Regions from separate parts of the Mus musculus genome. Here region 1 is linked to region 2. A link is a contact called in public HiChIP or PLAC-seq data. All regions are on one chromosome and are shown on one strand. Each heading gives the region's core, a stretch centred on a gene start, on an enhancer-like site or on the middle of the called end of the contact. The rest is flanking DNA. Distances are from core to core; before and after follow the strand shown. Region 1 overlaps Mmp15 (matrix metallopeptidase 15). Region 2 has its middle 22 kb from the start of Gm30968.

What was found. HiChIP or PLAC-seq counts read pairs in DNA pulled down with a chosen protein or histone mark.
Region 1: a FOXA1 HiChIP or PLAC-seq map of pancreatic cancer cells shows a contact between it and region 2. The contact joins two enhancer-like sites. A contact is called at or near these places in 2 of 39 promoter capture datasets (embryonic stem cells and hippocampal neurons), 2 of 115 datasets of contacts at active chromatin or transcription factors (embryonic hindbrain and pancreatic cancer cells) and 1 of 9 other capture datasets (embryonic stem cells).

What each region holds. Positions count from the first base shown.
Region 1 is chr8:95,361,490-95,367,646 of GRCm38.p6, forward strand. Mmp15 (matrix metallopeptidase 15) reads left to right here. Exons shown (of 10, transcript NM_008609.4): 2 at 3,825-3,973; 3 at 4,805-4,933. Among named protein-coding and RNA genes, the nearest start is that of Mmp15, 12 kb to the left of the region's middle. Within about 2 kb of position 2,567, at least 15 of the 459 cell types and tissues checked have an H3K27ac peak or open chromatin away from gene starts, as enhancers often do. A contact at or near this core is called in pancreatic cancer cells, where this site is marked.
Region 2 is chr8:94,950,944-94,957,535 of GRCm38.p6, forward strand. No RefSeq gene overlaps it. Among named protein-coding and RNA genes, the nearest start is that of Gm30968, 22 kb to the right of the region's middle. Within about 2 kb of position 4,403, at least 98 of the 459 cell types and tissues checked have an H3K27ac peak or open chromatin away from gene starts, as enhancers often do. A contact at or near this core is called in pancreatic cancer cells, where this site is marked.

The DNA of each region.
Region 1 (6,157 bases), core at 1,317-3,816, 410 kb after region 2:
GTTTCCTCAGCGAATAGCCTTCCCCTTCTAGAACGACCTAGAAAGCGGGTCTTCCAAGTGGCCAAGTAAATGCGGTGAGGCCAAGGAAGGCCTCTGTTTCCTTGCTTCTACCTGGGTACCATCCTCTCACCATCCTGAGGGCCTGAGGCAGTTGGTCTTTCTGAGCATTTCTCAGAATCATTCATCAGAATTGCTACTTCAGGTTGCTGGTGCGTTCGTGGACCTAAGAGCTGTGAAGCACCCCCTTTCTGGTGCAGAGTCTCCTGGGTGCCTATAAGCTCTAGATGGCCATGTCTCCCACAGCCCCCCAGGGGGCATGCTAGAGTGTACAGGAACATCTGGCAGAGTGGGTGGGTGGGTGGTTGGACTGATGGATGGATGGATGGATGGATGGATGGATGGATGGACAGATGGATGGACGGACGGGCGGTCAGGATGCATGGGTGGGATTTGCCTGTCAAGTTCTAGTAAGGAACTGAGCACTGGTTTTGTGTACTAAGTGCTTTTCCTGGGTCTGCGCCTCACAAATCTCACTCTCATTTTTATGTTACCTTGACACAAGCTAGAGTTATCTGAAAGGAGGGAACCCCAATTGAGAAAATACCCCCAATAAAATCTGGCTGGAGGGCATTTTCAAATTATTATTACCAAATAGGAAGGAGCCTTGCATTGTGGGCGGTACCATCTTGGTGGTCCTGGGTTAGATCAGAAAGCAGGCTGAGCAAGCCAGTAAGCAACACCACTCCGTGGCCTCTGCATCAGCTCCTGACTCCAGGTTCCTGCCCTGTGTGAGTTCCTGTCCTGACTTCCTTCAGTGATGAACAATGATGTGGACGTGTAAGCCGAATAATCATCATGGTCATGGTTGAAGAGACACTAGCCAGCCCAAACATGGCAAACCGTGCTCTGGCAGGTCTTGCCTTCTCCCCATCTCTCTGCCTCGCTAAAAACCAGTAAATTACATTCCTAGAGCTAACCACCAAGGCCTGTTTCCTTATTTGGTCACTTCCTCCCTCTGAGGCTGACCATCAAGGTCCAGCTATCAAAGTATTGAAGTCTAACAATCAAAGCCCTCTTTGGCTCACCTAACGTGCCCAATTAAAATTTAACCCACGTTTCCCCTTGTACCTTTATAGATTGCATTTGCCTATGGGCCACATCTGTCTCCTCTCTATCCAAAGACAGTCCCTTGTCCTTCTGGAACAAATATCCTTTCCCCTTCTCCCTCTCCTTTATCTCCTGTCTTTGTCTCTTATTCCCTGCAAATTCAGAGCAAATAAATCTCCTTTGTGCTGAGAACTAGGTCTTGAGGTATCTTATACTGAATACTGATCCCTTCAATGGTGTTTCAGCACAGCAATGGTAACTGAGCCACCCTGTAACAGCACACTGGTCTTCATTTTACAGATGAGGAAGCATCCAGTGCAGATGGTAGGAGCTGGAGATGTAGGTCTGTGGGTAGGATGGTTGCCTAGCACGCATGAAGGCCTGAGTTTGAGCCCCAGCACTGCATGAAGCCAGGCATGGTAGTGCACACCTGTAATCTTGGGAAGTGGAGGCAGGAAAATGAGGCATTTAAGGTTATCCTTTGGTTACATAGAAGTTAAAGGCCAGTCTGACTTAGAGACCCTGTTTCAAAATAAAATAAATAAGTCATAGCAGAACTCTGTCACATCCTCTTGGCACACATCCTCCTGCCTGAGCCTGTCTCTCCTCCCCCAATCCCTGGCCCCCACATACTCCTAGAGGCTTTAGGGCCTGCTGGATTTCCTACCTGGTGAAACCTTAAAAGATTCTGAACAGAGGAGCCAATGAGATGGCTCAGTAGATAAAGGTGTTTGCCATCAAGCTTGGAGACCTGAGTTCGATTCCTAGGACCCACGTGGTAGAAGGAGAGAACCTACCTCTGACCTTCACATGTGTGACCATACACACCCAAAATAAATAAAGCCAGACATGGTAGCATACACCTTTAATCTCAGTACTCAGGAGACAGAGGCAGGCTGATCTCTTAGGAGTTTGAGGCCAGCCTGGTCTACAAGGCAAGTTCCAGGATAGCCAGAGCTATATAGAAGAGAGACCTTGGCTCAAAAAAAAAAAGAGAAAAAAAAGGAGTGTGTGTGTGTGTGTGTGTGTGTGTGTGTTCTTGCAGGTGACGGCGTGGTTCAGGTAGCTTACAACTGTCTGTAACTCTAGTCCTAGGGAATCTAACATCCACTTCTAACCTCTGTGAGCGCCAGGCACTCACGGTGCACACACATATAGGTAAACAATCACTCATTCACATAAAATGAGAATTTGAAAGAAGAAAAGAAAGAGAAAAGGCTCATGACCCAGAAAACCATAGGCGCCAGGGCTGAATCCTCTGCTATTATGTTAAATACTATTAAATAATATTATGTTAAAGGCTGTTGGACTGCCTTCTAAGTATTTTTATTTAAACCCATAGATTTGTGTTGGTCTTAACTTTGGTCAGAGAAGCCTCTTTGCACAGTGGATAGTGGTTAATGCAGAGACTCACCAGTGGTCAAAGTGCCAAGTGTGTGTGACTGTGTGTGTTCAGCTGTGGATGAATCATCTATATTAACAGATCAGGGCTGGGTGAAAGGTTGGACAGAAAAAAATTACAAGCTGATGGATAGGAGGGAGAGCTGTAAAAAAAAATGACTCTCAGGTGTGGCATGTCTGTGGAACGCATCAGCTGACAGCAGATGTGATAACCTGCGTAAGACCTGCATAAGATCAAGCCAGTCAAAATTCCAACACAGATGAGGGTATGTTCAAAACGCATTGGATAAATGTCAGAAATTTTCAAAGAATAAACCAAAACTATCATTTTTTTAAAAGGTACTGGAGAGATGGCTGAGCAGTTATGAGCATGTCCTTACAGAGGACCCATGCTCATTCCCAGTGCTATGTGATAGGGCTCATAGTCACCTCTAACTCTAGCTCCAGGGACTCAACACCCTATTCTCGACTCCATGGGAACCTGAATGCACACAAACTTAACTAAAAATTTTAATTAAAAAGAGGGGCTGGGCGGTGGTGGCGCACACCTTTAATCCCAGCACTTGGGAGGCAGAGGCAGGCGGATTTCTGAGTTCTAGGCCAGCCTGGTCTACAGAGTGAGTTCCAGGACAGCCAGGACTATACAGAGAAACCCTGTCTTGAAAAAAAAAGAGGGGTTGGACTGAGCTTGGTGGCAATATGCCTTAATCCCAGAACTTGGGTGGCAGAGGCAGGCAAATCTCTTTGAGTTTGAGGCCAGCCTGATCTACAAAGCAAGTTTCCGAAAAGCTAAGGTTACACAGAGAAACCATGTCTCAAAACCTCACACACACATACACACACACACACACACACACACACACACTCTCTCTCTCTCTCTCTCTCTCTCTCTCTCTCTCTCTCTCTCTCTCTCTCTCAATCTCTCTCTCTCTCCAAAGCTGGAGAGATGGTTCAGCAGTTAAGAGTATTTGCTGCTCCAGCAGAGGACCAGATGTTGGTCCTTAGCAACTGAATGCATGGTTTACAACTGCCGGTAATTACAGTTCCACAGGACCCAGTGCCCTCTTAACCTCTTAGAGAGATTCTGAATACTTGAGGGTCCCCAGCAGCCTGCCTGGAGCAGAATGATCCCACGCTGAGGGGCAGAGGGATGGCAAGGAATAGTGTACCAGTCGGCAGGATGGAAGCTAGAGAGTTGAGGTGGGCTGGGTGGTGAGGGCTTTATAGGCCCCGGAAGAACTGAATGTCCTTTGAATTGGGAGGTCTTGGAGGGTTCTGAGCAGTGACTGAGCAAACCGGGTTTGGCTACTTTGCAGAACTGGCTGCGGCTCTATGGCTACCTACCCCAGCCCAGCCGCCACATGTCCACCATGCGCTCTGCCCAGATCCTGGCCTCCGCCCTTGCCGAGATGCAGAGTTTCTATGGGATCCCTGTCACGGGTGTGCTTGATGAAGAGACGAAAACGTGAGTCCGAGTCCCTCCACGTGACCCCTTCCAGACACCATGGGCCTCCTGGCCTCCAGCCTGCTCTGAGGAGCCTTTGGTATATGACATTTTCAGAGGAGAGTGGCCTGGATGAGGAATGACTGATGGTTTGATCTTCATGCTAATGTTTATTGTTTAGTATGGTTGCCTGAAGCCTTATGCTAAAAAAGATAACATAGAGGCTGGAGTGTTAAGATTGCTGACTGCTCATTCAGAGGCCCTGGGTTCAGTTCCTAATACCCACAGGAGACAGCTTGCAACCACTTATAATTCCAGTTCCTAGGTATCTTTGAGAACCCCAACAGACACCTGTATGTATACAATGCACATAAATTCATGCAGACACACATACATACACATACATTTAAAAAATAGATAAATAAAAAAAGAGATGAGATAGAAATAGTCCAGCTTTGTCAGGAAGAGCATCATGTTCAATTAGTGATACCTGCTATAGGCATGAGAATGGGACGTGCAGTACCAAACCCCTGGTTGGGACAACCTAGCTAGGCCTTACTCTATTAGAATTGATAGGACCTACAGATACATTGAGAAGCACCGAGCTTGACACAACTGGGACAGGAGGCCACAAGAGAACCCAGCCCATGCTTGGATTATACTCAGGAGCAGGAGCATACATTTTTGAGTCACTCCTTAGCGTTCAATCTTCTTAAAATGGAATCTCTTTACCCACTATTCTGGAAGCCAGAGTCTCCCACCCCCAAAACATCCCTCTGAGGGAAGATTGGGAAGCAAGACGCTGCCTGGAAGAGATAACCCAAAGCTGACCCCTCTATATCTGTGATCCAGGTGGATGAAGCGGCCCCGATGTGGGGTTCCTGATCAGTTTGGGGTACATGTGAAAGCCAACCTGCGTCGACGGCGGAAACGTTACACCCTGACAGGAAAGGCATGGAACAATTACCACCTGACCTTCAGGTACGGGTCCAGCTTCAAGGGGCGCTGTTCTGCCCTCTCAGGGGGACTTGGGTTTTCCCAGAAGAGGCCTGGCCTTACTCAGTCCCAGCTCACAATCTAGGGCCTCCCTCCAGGGAAAGATGGGTCACTGTCACGTGTCTCCTGCTTGGTCCTTATCTGACCCCAGCTGGTTGCAAGCTATACTGGCCTAATGTGACCAGACGAGCTCTTGAATCAGTGTGGTCAGTAGGTGTGGGGGACAGACATCCTGCTTTAACTCAGGTCTCAGATCCTTGAGCAAATGCATGGTCCACTAGGTCAGTGTCCCCCTGCCCCTTGTGGTTTATGACAGTCTATCTGCACCAGCAGCTGAGTCTAATCCTCAGGGAAGGGGCAGGCTTTCTGCTTCATATGCAGGCTCTAGACCAGTGGTTCTCAATATATGGGTTGCAACCACTCTGAAGTGGCATATCAGATAACATGCATATCAGATATTTATATCATAGTTTATAGCAGTAGCAAAATTATGGTTATGAAGTAGCAATACAATGATTTTATGGTTGGGGGTGGTGACCACACCATACCATGAGGATCTGTATTAAAGGGTCGGAGCATTAGGAAGGTTGAGAGCCCCTGCTCTGGGCTGTATATATATCCTTTGTGCAGTATCTCACTTAATCCTCTCGAGGACTCACACACACACACACAAACACACACACACACACACACACACACACACAAAGAAAGCATTAGCTCCTCCCCTTTTGCTGTCTTTCAAATAGAGAAACTGAATCTGTCTAGTCAAATGTCCAAAGTCACACAGCTAAAGTTAGGGTCTGCCTAGCCCTAGGGTCAATATCCAGGGTGGCTTGGCTTGTTTCCTAGACTTCAGCTGCCTCTATCCCATGGCCACAAAGAGCTGTGCTTTCTTTCACTTACTATTTTTACTACCTTTTGTTTTGAGATTTGGGGGTGTGGGGAGGGTTGCTAAGACGAGGTCAGGTCCTCATGTAATACCCAGTATGCGCTCAAGCTTACGATGTAGCTGAAGCTAACCTTGAACCCCCGACCTTACTACCTCCAGCTTCCAAGTGGTGGGATTTCAGGGGTACACTACCATACCCACCTCCTGACTGTATTTTTATTTTCTTTGTTTCTTTTTGGTTTTTCAAGACAGGGTCTCACTATGTAGCTCTGGCTAGCCTGGAACTTACTCTGTAGACCAGCTGGCCTTGAACTTTGAGA
Region 2 (6,592 bases), core at 3,153-5,652:
CCCGCCCCCGCAGAGATGATTTTGAAGGAAGATGGCAGGCAGGGGCAGGACCAAGGTTTTGGGTGCCTTGAGGTTTATAGGTTGGCCCATGAAATTGATGGGGTCTGTGCTGGCTTGTCATATGTCAACTTGACACACAAACTAGAGTTATCTGAAAGGCGGAAGTTCACCTGAGGAAATGCCTCCATAAGATCCAGCTGTAAGACACTTTCTATTTTGTTTGTTTGTTTGTTTGTTTGTTTTTGAGACAGGGTTTCTCTGTGTAGCCCTGGCTGTTCTGGAACTCGCTTTGTAGATCAGGCTGGCCTCCAATCCACCCTGCCAGCCATTTTCTTAATTACTGATTGATTGAGGGAGGACACAGTCCTTTGTGACTTGCATTGCTGGGTTCTATAAGAGAGTAGGCAGAGCAAGCCAGGGGAAGCAAGCCAGTAAGCAGCACCCCTCCATGGCCTCTGCATCAGCTCCTGCCTCCTGGTTCTTGCCCTGTGTGAGTTCCTGTCCTGATGTGCTTCAGTGATGAACAGTGATGTAGAAGTATAAGCCAAATAAACCCTTTCCTCCCCAGCTTGCTTTTGGTCATGGTGTTTCATCACCGCAATAGAAGCCCTAACACAAGTTGAAACCCATATAGCAGGGTATTGTTGCAACAGACCTGACTATGTTTCAGGGAGGATTGTGGAAAGACTTTGCAACTTTGGGTCAGAAAAGCCATTATTGAGTGTTGAGGGCTCGCTCCGTGGGCTGTTCTGTGGGAGCTTGGAAGATAAGAGTGTTGAGGGCAATGTGGAGGATGGAAGTCTGGCTTGTGACGTTTCAGAGGGAAGACTAGAGACTCTTATCAGGACCATTTGCTATTTTGAATTGAGATTCTGTCGTTGGGATCAGCTGGGGCTGAAGAGTCTCAGCTATGGTTAAGAAGAGCCCAGCATCTTTGGAGGTAAAATCTGGGAAGTGTTTCCTCAGGGTCAGCACACAGAAGCTGTGCTCCTGAAAGTTGTCCCTCAAGCTGACAGCTGAGATACACTACTCTGGCACTGACAGAGATAGTCTAAGAGTCACCCAGATGGTACTGGTTTTAAAGACTTAAAGGGGCCATGGAGAGCAGCTGAGGCTTGGCCCTGTGAGAGGCCAGGAGCCACCATTGGTGAAGGTGCAGCCTCAGCAGCGGTTGATGGCAGGAATGAAGGAGCCTTGTGGAGAAGACACGTCTTGGCACTATGAAGATTGCCTAACAGAGGCTATTGGTGAAAGTGCAGCCCAGTTGAAGCAGAAGGCCCCAGCTTTTTGGAGATGCCAGTACCATGGGATGTCAGCACCAAGAACAGCATCAGCTGTGGAGTCGAGCCAGCTGGAGCCTGGAAGACAAGCTGTGTGTGCTGCAGAGGGCCGAACTGGAGAAGTGATCCAAGCTCACTGAGGAGCCCAGAAGATCGTGAGTGAAGCCCAGATAACTGGACATTGAGTTATTTATATTGTTGGAGTTTGGTTTTTCTTGGTTCAGATGTGGCTCTGCTCTGGGTCTTCCCTCTTGAAGAAGGTATTTAACTTAATTTTGATTTTTAAAGGATCCCAGCTGAAAGATTTTGAGCTTTTAAAAGAGATTTTTGGATTTTTAGAGAGATTGGATATTTTAAATAGACTGAAATTTTAATGTTTGAATTTGTAAAGTCTGTAGCACTTTTTTAAATTTTATTTATTTATTATGTAACTATATTGTGCTGTCTTCAGACACTCCAGAAGAGAACATCAGATCTCATTACGAATAGTTGTGAGCCACCATGTGGTTGCTGACATTTGAACTCAGGACCTTCGGAAGAGCAGTTGGTGCTCTTAACCACTGAGCCATTTCTCCAGCCTGTCTGTAGCACTTTTAAAGTTATTTAAGTTTTAATGTGAGACCTTGAGAATGAATAAGAAAGGAAAGGTGTGACTTAATGGTGATGTGTTTGAGTGTCAAGTTGACAAGGGGTCAGTTGTATGGCCTAGTCTTATGTCAGCTTGGCACTAACTAGAGTTATCTGAAAGGAAGGAACCTCAATTGAGAAGATGCCTTCTTAAGATCCCGCTGAAAGGCATTTTCTTAATTAGTGATTGATGGAGGAGAGCCCAGCCCATTGTGGCTGGAGACATTCCTGGGCTGGTGGTCCTGGGTTCTACAGGAAAGCAAGCTGAGCAAGTCAGGGAAAGCAAGTCAGTAAGTGGCACCCCTCCGTGGCCTCTGCATCAATTCCTGCCTCCAGCATCCTGCTCTGTTTGAGTTCCTGTCCTGCTCCTTTCAGTTGTAAACAGTGATGTGGAAGTGGAAGGTAAATGGACCCTTTCCTTCCAAACTTGCATTTTAGTCATGGTGTTTCATCACTGCAGTAGAAACCCTGATTAAAACAGGATCCCAGGAGAGAGAGGTAAACAAGTGTTGTGTATGGTGTTCTTTCTCTCCAGGGCAAATAATGACCTTACCCTAAGATGCATATATGTTCATCTATCTATCTATCTATCTATCTATCTATCTATCTATCTATCTATCTATCTATCTATCTATCTATCTATCTCTGTGTGTATGTATGTATATATGCATATATATGTATGTATATATATGTGTGTGTATGTGTGTGTGTGTGTGTGTGTGTGTGTGTGTGTGTGTGTATTCATGCTGATTTGCTCCCTTCATCCTATCCTCTTCAAGACCCTTTCAGAGAACTTCAGGAGCCCACTGACCAGCCAGAACGGTCTCCACCCAGAGCAAGCCTTAGTACCTGTCTCTTGCTCTAGAGCGGTTTCCCCTTGGAGAACTTCATGGTGAGTTTCTACCCAAAGGAGGAGATGTGTCAGGCACAGGGTTAGCACTCAGTGGAAAGTCCCTTTTCACCCAGTCCCTGATGAGGTCGCCAGTGAGGTGGTTGACTGCTGGGTTTAGGTTTGTCCCCGACAGAACCTAACTCAGCCCAGACTTATTGTGTCCTCAAGTCCTCTTTGTCACCACACAACTCTGACATCTCCATGGTAGGGTGCTGAGCCACACCCCTGCAAGAGGCTCAGCTAAGGCCTGCCTATGGAAGTGTGGGTGACTTGGGACAAAGCAGGTTAGTTGTGCAGAGTTGCCACCACTACAGATACTTCTTCTCTGGGTTTGCTACAGTCAAACACAGGACAGGAAATGGATATAAACTCAGATGTATCTCCTGTGAGGCTGTGCAGCTGGCTGAGACAGATGCAAAAACAGAATTCACTGTGATAAGTGATGGAGGGAGGGGGGCGCTTGGGAGCCAGGTCAGGGAAGAGAGCAATGACTAGGTCATTTCTGGCATTTTAATGCTGAGGCAGTGACAAGCAGTCACAACAGCCAACGTAAAACCAAAGGGTGAGGAGCAGAATCCACGTTACCCTCTCACTCAGGCTCACACTAAAGCCCTGTGGTGCCACAACCCTCCTGTAAGCATCCCGGAGCTACTGAACTCTGGACACCAAGAACACCAGCCCAAGCTGTGCCTTGTGGGGTCCAGTGAGGACTGACGAAGTGGGAATGGCATCTTGGAACTCGGCCACAGTCATTGTAGTCGCAGACTCTGACAGAGGGGCACGTGGCCACACAAGCTGCATGGCAGTTACAGCATCCTCACAGACCTGCCATGCAAGGGACTGTAACAGGAATCCCAGCTACCTGGGACCAGAGCCAAATAATACCACAAATGACCACACAAAGGCAGAAGGTAAGAACGGACTCTGACCTCCACTTGCATCCGGTGGCTTCTATGACCACCCCATGCCCACACACATCATCCCTACAACACACACATTAATAGAAAAAACAATTAAAGTAACGGCAAAGTACAAATCCCCAACATCGCCCACAGGGAGAAAAACGGCTTCTGTGAATGCTTCAGCTGGGTGCCTTCTGCACAGCCAAGACCAGGCAGTCTATGGGGAAGCACAGACACACAACCGAATCTCTCGAAACATGCAAAAGGAGGTTTGAATAAGAGTAGCAGCCTGAACTTCCTCAGTCTGGAAACTGCTTGCTCCCAGAAGAGCCGTTTCTATCAGGGTGAAGGTCAACACCTCTCTGGTGTGACGCCCACTCCTGTCACAGGGCTCCTTATAGCTGGAATGGAAGGGCTCAGTCGACAGGACAGGGAGAAGGGAAATACAAGGGCAGGAACCCTAAGTGGCCCACAGTTTCCTCCTCTTTTGTAGGAATGAAACTTGGAGTATGAGCAAATATTTAAACAGTGAGGGGGAGAGCACTAGCGATTAGTGATGAATCATTTAGAAAGGGACTCTCTAGGGGTCGGAGAAATGGCTCTGTGGTTAAAGGCACTTGCTTCTCTCCCAGAAGATAGGAGCTTAGTTTTAGTTCCTCATAGCCACATTGGGCCGCTCCAGGTGCTCTGGCACCCTCTTCTGGCTTCTGTGGGATCCTGCGTTCATGTGGCACATGCGTTGCTCATACAGACGTATAGGCACATATATTTTAAATTAAAAGTCTTTTAAAAACCCAAAGAAATAAGAAATAAAAATGGATCTGTGTGGATGTTTAAAAAGGCACACCTTTAGTGGTCCTTTGTAAGTCCTTTGCATGACTTGATGTCCTTGGGTGGAAGTGACTGTTGCATTGAGAGCTCTCTACTCAGGCAGCCTCTGACCTTGGCTTGCCTTTCATATCATGCTATCACCAAGCAGTCCTAGTGTCCCATGACCACTGTTCTTAAAAGATGTCATCAGGGGTCCTCACTGTCTGGGCTGCAGTGGAAGGTTGTTTATGGTCCCCCTGTCCCAGCACAGACTGCTTGAACTTGAACTTGAACTTGCTGTGTAGCTGAAGCAGGCTTTAAACTCATCCTCCTGCTTCCACCTCCCAAATGTAAGGATTACCCTTTATTTATTTGTTTTCATTTATTTATTTATTTATTTATTTATTTATTTATTTATTTATTTATTTTTGTTTGTTTGTTTTAAGACAGGATCTCAGTAGGTAGCCTTGACTGTCCTGGAACTCACTATGTAGCCTGGGCTAGCCTTGAACTCACAGAGATCTGCCTCTGTCTCCCGAGTGCTGGAACTTGTGAGAGAATATGCAGGGTACATATATTGTTTAACAAAAATAATCAGCAAACCACATGTCAGCACCACCCTTGTGAAGAAAGAGGTGCCACCCTGGCAGACTCTGTCCTCTTTCCACAATGCCCCTGCATCAGAGCGGAGCATTGTTTCAGTCTTTAGAAAAGTCCCCCTGGTTTTATATCAACTTTGCCACCTGTGTCTACATTCCTAAACCATGAAGTATGGCTTTGCCTGCTTGAGAAGCCTCCCTCCCTCCTCCCCTCCCTCCCTCCCTCCTTCCCTCTCTCCCTCCCTCCCTCCATGCCCATCTCCCTACTGTACTGGGGCTTTGTGCATACTAGGAAATGCTACCATTTGGCTATAACCACAGTCCTATTTAGAAAGTTTCTTCTTTTGAAGTCCTCTTTTCCCAGGTGTGTCAAGTTGAAACCAACATTAGCCAACACACACACACACACACACACACACACACACACACACACACTAGAAAACCTGCCCAGTGCTTTGCATGTGGGTTCTTTTGGGGTTTTTTTATGTACTCAGAATATCTTGATGAGGGATGAAGCTGATTTTATCTTCTCGGGTTTTTTTCTCTTTCTTTCTTTCTTTCTTTCTTTCTTTCTTTCTTTCTTTCTTTCTTTCTTTCTTCCTTCCTTCCTTTCTTTCTTTCTTTCTTTCTTTCTTTCTTTCTTTCTTTCTTTCTCTCTCTCTTCCTTCCTTTCTTTCTTTCTTTCTTTCTTTCTTTCTTTCTTTCTTTCTTTCTTTCTTTCTTATCAGTCCTTTATTGTTTTGTTTTCCAGCACTATGTGTGTATGTGTGCATGTGTGTATGTATGTATGTGTGTATGAATGTATGTATGTATGTATGTATGTATGTTTATGTATGTGTGTGTATATGCATGTGTGTATGTATGTATGTGTATATGCATGTGTATGTGTGTGTATATATGTATATGTATGTATGTAGTGTATATATGCATGTGTGTGTATATATGTGTATTATGTATGTATGTAGTGTGTATGTGTATATATATGTGTATGTATTATGTATGTATGCATGTGTGTATTGTGTATGTAAGTGTGTATGTGTATATGCATGTGTGTATGTATGTGTATAGGCATGTGTGTACGTGTATATATGTGTTATGTGTGCGTGTGTGTATGTATGTGTGTATATATGTATGTATATGTATTATATGTATATGCATGTGTGTATATGTGCATGTGTGTGCATGTATGTATGCATGTGTGTGTGTGCATGTGCATGTGTATTGGTGTTAGTGCTGGGAATCAAACCCAGGGCCTTGCCCATGCTGAGCAAGCTCTCTGCCTCCTAGCCTAACCTCTGCTCCTAGGACTCTAAGGTGACAGCAGGCTTCTTTATCTCACGGCAAATCTCAAGGGAAAGTTCTTCTTTTTTTTTTAATATTTATTTATTATATGTAAGTACACTGTAGCTGTCTTCAGACACTCCAGAAGAGGGCGACAGATCTTGTTACGGATGTTTGTGAGCCACCATGTGGTTGCTGGGA